Regions from separate parts of the Danio rerio genome. Here region 1 is linked to region 2. The links are chromatin contacts, called in public HiCAR-type maps. All regions are on one chromosome and are shown on one strand. The core of a region is the stretch at or near the end of the contact, and the rest is flanking DNA. Distances in the headings are between cores, read along the strand shown.

What was found. HiCAR-type assays count read pairs that join an accessible place to other places.
Region 1: a contact with region 2 is called in a HiCAR-type map of caudal fin, with 7 times the contacts expected there. The contact joins two enhancer-like sites. A contact is called at or near these places in 3 of 18 Hi-C or Micro-C datasets (embryo and fibroblasts) and 3 of 4 datasets of contacts at active chromatin or transcription factors (caudal fin, embryo and gastrula embryo).

What each region holds. Positions count from the first base shown.
Region 1 is chr24:9,060,738-9,064,474 of GRCz12tu, reverse strand. It overlaps a transcript of tmem14ca not described here. Among named protein-coding and RNA genes, the nearest start is that of tfap2a, 18 kb to the left of the region's middle. Within about 2 kb of position 2,039, at least 1 of the 62 cell types and tissues checked has an H3K27ac peak or open chromatin away from gene starts, as enhancers often do. A contact at or near this core is called in caudal fin, where this site is marked.
Region 2 is chr24:8,539,632-8,543,526 of GRCz12tu, reverse strand. No RefSeq gene overlaps it. Among named protein-coding and RNA genes, the nearest start is that of slc35b3, 120 kb to the right of the region's middle. Within about 2 kb of position 2,221, at least 26 of the 62 cell types and tissues checked have an H3K27ac peak or open chromatin away from gene starts, as enhancers often do. A contact at or near this core is called in caudal fin, where this site is marked.

The sequences.
Region 1 (3,737 bases), core at 790-3,289, 520 kb before region 2:
TGAAGCTAGATAAAAAAAACATGAGAAATGTTTGACAACAAAAATAAAAAAAATGAAACTTTACAAACAATCAAAATTATAATAATATTAATAACAAATAATTCATTAATTTCGCATCTCCACAGGCAAAATTGTGGATAAAGAAAATTATTTGAATAAGCTGTACAGGTTATCATAGCAGATTAAAACATTTAGTTGCATACTTTTAAACGCGTTTAAACTGAAACGCTGAAAAGCCGAAATTTGTGTCAACCAACTCCGAAATGGCTGAAGAGAACGAATGATGAATGGACACAATGACAGTTGTAAATTGTGTTAATTGTGTATCATTTATACCTTTATTTAATTTGTATATTAATTACTGTTAGTTTTACCATAGTAGTAAAGTCAAAACTCATGCTTTTTAAAACATGCACGGTCTATAACTGATGTGTATAGTTCTGATCATACAAGAATGCAAAGGCAGCTGTGAATAATTAAATCAACTCATTATAAAAATGTAAACCTTCTAAGAATATGCTGAAATGAAGAGGCTGTTGTCTCGGTGTCTAATTACTTTTTTTTTTTTGCACTCTTTTGCGTTTAGAAAAGACTTCCAAGACTTGAAGACATCTATAAATGTATGCATTCATGCTGTGTTTTGTAAAACCCAAACTCTTTCTCTTCCATCTAACGTGCAATGTTTGGAGAGAAAATGCACACATAACCAAAATAGCTGACTTTATAGAAAATTGCTGGGAAAATCAACTTTCTTTTACACAAGGTAAAGCTTAACAGACGCTAAGCTTAACCTAGTTGAATTAACAACTTAAGGTTCTATGTAGGTCCATGTTAATTCAATTAGGGATGATTAGTTTCACCTTGTGTAAAAACTTTAACTGCTTTAATGACACAGGTGCTATGAAAATTTCTATTAGTGTCAACTATTTGGGTTGTGACTATGTTTCTTGTCTTTCATTTTTTTTTTCTAAAACATTTCAGCCTCTTTGGTTACATCACCTGTTCAATGATGCAGAAAAAATGTTCTATCTTTGTTAGGAGTAAAAGCTAATTATACAAATATGCAAAAATACAGCATGTGGAAACATGTAATTGCTTACTTGCTGTTCCATTATTGTGAAATTTTGGACTGCACCATTTGAAAATCATGTTATGTGTCACCTGTGTGTCTTCTAATAATTACACTCTTTTAGGTCATGGGGAAATCTTAAGTTAGTGAAGGCCTCAACATTCCATCTAACCCTTTCTCATCTATTCAATAATTACTTTTACTTCTTTTTCAAACTACTTATTTAAAATAAGCCAAAACAACACAATTCTGGAACTGTTTTTTGGACAAATTAATTGTTTTATGTTCAATCCACTTAAATTGGTAAAAACAATTACAATAAGTTGTTCAATATGTATTGGGACAACACCAGGGTGTTGTGTGGAACCCTGCATTTTAACAGTGTTTTAGCAGCATGAAACACTGTTCAGTATTTCACTGCTAAAAGAAATATAAACACCTCAGGAATTATTCAAAAATATATGTTGTCAGCAGATTTATACAGCACATGACATGTCAATTTTTGGTTTATTTGGCTATTTTTTTAATCACAGGTTCATGCCTTGTTAATGAGCCATATTTCCATTTGAAGAATGCAGAGCAGTTGCAGGCCATCATTCAATGTAGGCTACATGTCACTTGTTTTGATTTGTCCTCTTATCAGCTTCATTATGTGGGTATTTAGATTATAATATGTGCACATTCAAAGCACGGATGGTCACGTAAACAGCAGGTATTTCCCTGTCACGTCCCTCACTGATACGTGTTATCAAATGCACAGTAAACATCCTATTCCTGTCCGTTTAACACAAGTTTCATTAAAGTCCATTACATGTAGAGCCTGAAGCTCGGTAACAGCAGGAAAGAGAGAGGGAGAGGGATTGAAAAAGGGTAGAGAAAAGCTCATTGATAATTAAGTGTTGCTTGCTCGCTGTGTGAGGTATCACTGTACTTTGCTTACCAATCCAACGGTTGTTTGTCTCCTCCTCTGTTTGTGGCGGAATCACAAGCTGTCTAATAGGCTTCAATTAGAGCAATGGGAGCTGGGGTTAATTATGACTTAACACATTTGATTGAGTGGATCAGATCATCAGCGATGGGGACTCAAGGGGAGAGGGTCTCATTTATTAGTCTCTATTTGTGGCCATGTTTCACAGTGTTAAAGATTGTGGCTAAACATCCTCTTTGTGTTACTCTCAAAGCGTCTTGTGTCAGATCACGCCAGGCACATTTGCGTGCCACATTCAAACCATGCGCTTTGCATGTCCATAACTGCACACACCTACCCCTGTAGAGTCTCAGTAGTGTTATAGGATAGATACAAAAAAATAAAATCAAATAAAAATGAACCGAACAACATAATAATTAGAGATTAGAAATTATGTATGCCTACAGATTGTGAAGTTTATACACTGTAAAACTCAAGAAGTTAAGGTAACTCAAACCCTTTGAGGTAACTGATTGCAACAAACAATTTAGGTTCAAAAACTAATCCTAATGAGTGCTGTGGACTTAATCCATTTGAGTAAATGAAGCAATTTGAGAACAGTAAAACCCAATAAATGAAGAGAACTTAAACCAACTAAGTACTGTAAAACTTAATAATTTAAGACAACTCAAACAGTTTAAGGAAACTGATTGCTACAAACCATTTGAGTTAAAAAGTAATCTATATGAGTACTGTGAACTGACTCCATTTAAGTTGAAGTAATGAAGCATTTAATTGACACATTAACTTCAAATTAAGTTCAAAACTCTTTTCAAATGAGTAGAATTTTAAGTAAATTTTGAGTTAACTACACTCATTTTATTTAATAAGTTGAATGTTGGGTTTTATAGCATAGAGGGAAAAAAGTACACTGACAGTGGTGAACCATTCTAATGGAAGCCAAGCGATTGTTCAGCTTGTTCATATTGAAAATGGACTGAATCAGCACAATTATTGAGTTTTCGTAACTTTTTTCCAAGACTTTCAAGTCCATTTTCATGACGTAATGTTTCATGCAATGTCTACACATGTGGGATAAAAGAAAAACAATGCATGTTCAAATTAAATAAAGCATATCGTAAAACACGCAACAATCTATTCAGTTAAATATATATCTATGTAAAATTTATTTAGATAATGCTTACACTGCACTAATAATGACAATATGTGATTGGCCTAGAACAGAAAAGAAGACAACTAACCTACAGTCAAGTATACGGATACTGTATGGCTGCGCCCGAAACCGCCTACCACTCAGTAGGCACTGCATTTGAATTTAAACGTATTACTCGACCGTTAGAAAAGTACATTCTATACAGTATGAATGTGAGCAGTATGATTGGAATTCGGATGTACTACATCCGCCATTTTGTCATGGGCACCTGCGTTAGTTGCGTCGCTTCACTCCCATTCATGAATTCTCTTGCGGGGCATCATGGGATAGCACAGCATGCATGGGATGCACAGTTCAAAATCTCGCCGGAAGTAAGTCATCTGGGTGCTTCTTGCGTACTTATTTTCGAATTCTATGAATTCTGACATACCACTGGGCTCGCATACTGATTTTAGCGTATTGTATAGTATGGAAGTATGCTGTTTCAGATGCAGCCTATCTGTTTTCCATGACTTTTCCAAAACTTTGTGGGTTTTTCTATTTTTCCAAAACTTTTCCAGGCGTGGAAAATCAAAACTACATGACTT
Region 2 (3,895 bases), core at 972-3,471:
TATTTATTTTTTTTTCCTTCAGCTTAGTCCCTGATTTATCAGGGGTTGCCACAGCAAAATGCTCTGTCAACTATTCCAGCATATATTTTATACGCAGCGGATGCCCTTACAGTCACAACCCAGTACTGTTAAACACCCACACACTCTCACATTCACACACACTCATACATTGTGGCCAATATTTTTTTTTCATTTTTTTTTTTTCATTTTGTTTACCCAATTCACCAGTACCGCATGTCTTTGGACTTGTGGGGAAAACCGGAGCACCTGGAGGAAACCCACCCAACACAGGGAGAACATGCAAACTCCACACAGAAATGCCAACTGGCCCAGCCAGGACTCAAACCAGCGACCTTCTTGCAGTGCTAACCACTGAGCCACCGTGCCACTCAGTTTAACTGAAATAATAGTATAAAACCGTTTTATAAGTAAATAATTTTGCATGAATACTGACAATGTTGGGTGCAATGGTAGCTCAGTAGTTAGTTTCCTCTTTGTGCTCTGGTTTCCCCAACAGTCTAATGATATGCGCTATAGGTGAGTTAGATTAGCTAAATTTGCTGTAGTGTGTGTGTGTGTGTGTGTGTGTGTGTGTGTGTGTGTGTGTGTGTGTGTGTGTGTGTGTGTGTGTGAATGCAAGAGTGTATGGGTGTTTTCCAGTACTGGGTTGTGGCTGAAAGGGCATCTGCTGCGTAAAACATATGCCAGAATAGTTGGTGGTTCATTCTACTGTGGTGACCCCTAATAAATCAATGACTAAACCAAAGGAACATTAATGAATGAATTGACAATGCTCTACAATGCAAAAAAAAAAAAAAAAAAAAAAACCTCTATATTTATTTGCACTTTTCCTATAAGCAAACTACAATTAGACCTGAATCATGATATGTGCACATGTGCATATGTACACTGAGTTCTTACAATTATTTTTATTATTAGTTTACCAGGGGTGCAAGTATTAACTAATTAGTATTAACTAATGTTCAATGTTTATTTTTTTTCAGTCAACTATAGTTTCATGACAGAGTTTAGAGAAAATAGTGTGGTTCTCCAATGGTAAAAAAAATGAAAAGAAAAGAAAAGAAAAGAAACAAACAAACAAAAAACAATACAATATAATTAAAAACAGAGCACAGATTAATCAAAAAGGGGGGTCTTGAGGTGCCCCCCTTTCCCCTTAAAGTTCAACTGATTTTAAGTATCTTTAAAAATTATTTCACAGCTGAAAAAAGTGAGAAGTAATTTAAGTCAAGATTGTGTACTTAGACCAACAGTTGAAAAAAACTGAATAGATGACACAAAATAATTTGTCCAGTCTGAACAACCACTTTGCACAGCCTTTGAACATAAATATGTTCAACAATGAAATCAAATGATTCACCATGATGAAAAAAAAAACATTATAACAGTACCTAGAGACAAACTCTCAGAATACAACTTCTTTATATTATTATTATTATTATTATTATTATTATTATTATTTACTTGTGTACATGTGCACAGTACTGACATTGCTGCAGGAATGGAATACCTTAAATGACCTCATACTGCATTTCACGAAATATATCACATGTATAGCACCCATCAGCAGAATAGGATGTCCCATAATGCAATGCACTTGATCTTGACCTAGAATTTCTAATTTGACAAATAACCCAAATGTAATATCACTTTATATTTTTTCCCCTAATTTGAACTCTCAAATGTTAAGCTACCTTTTCATCATATAGGATTCAAATGACGCATTTTATTTGTTTAAAATAAATCTGCAAGGACAACATATAGTACTAAGGTGTTTATTGTGGAAGAAATATTTGTGCTATAAGTTATTATGATACAACATTTGATTCCTAAATAAACAGCCATATAAGAAGAGACTTTATTTTACTGTTAGCATTTTAAATTCAATTGATTTTGATGTAATTATTAATAACATAAATACGATTTATTTTGTCATGTATTATTGTTTAATCTGTCTGTATATATAATGACACTAATGCTTGAGCAAAGCTCTTCATAAACCTACTTGAGTCTGAATCGGAGAGCACTGGAATCGGGGGGCAGTGTGGAATGAATGGAATGGGCAGTGAGCAGTCATGCATGTGGCTGTCTCTCTCTCCGTCTCTCTCTCTCTGGTTCTCTTGTGAGCGGGCCGAGGACACTTACCCGGGCCGGCAGAGCTCAGAGGCAGCGCAGCGTGAAATCAGAGAGAAGAGCCGTTGAAGCAGAAAGAGCTTGAGCGGAGCATTACAGAGCACACTGCTGACTTATCCCCTTAAACACACACACACACACACACACACACACACACACACACACACACACACACACACACACACACACACACACACACACACACACACACGCTCGGCAAGTACTAGACAGGATATGGTGTGCAGTGGGCCACTCTTATCCAGTTCAAGGGGAACCTTTACAAAACTGCACACGAGAATGTAGATCTCTGCATTTTAAACTTTGACAATTGTTAAAGAACAGCGATGCGCTTTATAGCCTGTAGCAGTGTCGTTTCGTTTCTAGACAACACAGACAAAAATGTTTCAAATAAAACCGTCCTGTATAAGCCAGACATGACAGGTTCTGTCTGTGCTGCTTACTAATACAAATGAAATGAAAACAAACTATTTCAGGCTGTGTTTGTAGCTCCTGTCAGCGATGCATCACACTGTACCAGACGTCGCACTTCTCAAACCAGTTTTTAATGCATGAGTAATCACATGGATGTGAACATTTCTTTTTGATTCAAACTAATAGAGTTGTATAAGTCAAAATTGCATCATAATGCATCAAAATATGTGCTGAGTTTTAGAGTATAAATACCTAAATAGCTACTAAACAGATATTAATATAAAACTTGCATGACTAATACTGGAAGGAAAGACAGTACTGTATCAAGGTGATCTTCTAGCTAAATAAAGGAAATAATAATAATAATAATAATAATAATAATAATAATAATAATAATAATTATATATATATATATATATATATATATATATATATATATATATATATATATATATATATATATATATATATATATATATATATAATTATTATTATTATTATTACATAGATTTTTTCTTTTTTTTTACTATTATGATTTTTTTTTACCATTATTTGACAAGGAAGTCTAATAGAGTAAACTTTTACAAGAGAGACCTGGCCAAGGTAACAACCAGTAAAACTATTTTAATAATAAAACAATATTAAATTCAGTGTGCTTTTTAAAATAACTTTGGGAAAATACAGTATCATAGAGCAAGTAAACTTCTTTCAGCCTTTTCCCCAATTAGCCCTGTGCAGTTCATTTGGGAGATAAATATGAGTATTTACATGCATTGAGTTGTATAGAAAGCCCATGTATTGTTGATGATAATTCCATATACTCTCTGCATATAACAAATGTCTAGAGAGCAGTCAGTCATACTGAAATCTGTGGCTCTTACAACCCGCCATCTGCCACAGAGTCAAACGCTGACCTCCCCCCGTCGCCTCTATCTGAACATGATGACTTCACACTGTTCAAAACTCATAACAAACACACACACGTCTCAGCATCTGCCACACGCAAGATTTTACATATTTGTTTCCAATTTCCAAATATTACTATTTTGACATAGTGTCACTTCTGCATATTCATTATTCACTGAACACAATGTTCACTTCAATCTGCGCTTTAGTCAAAATTGTGAAGAAACAGTTTGAAACAAGACATGATAATAACTCTAAATTGTGGCTTTTGCAAAGGAAAGAAAATCATGAGTATTTTTAAGAAACTGTTTTAATTAAATATCAATTATTATCAGATTTAGTTGCCAAAAATGACATGTACTGTGTAGTCAAGCAACTATAAATAAATGAATTAAATACACAA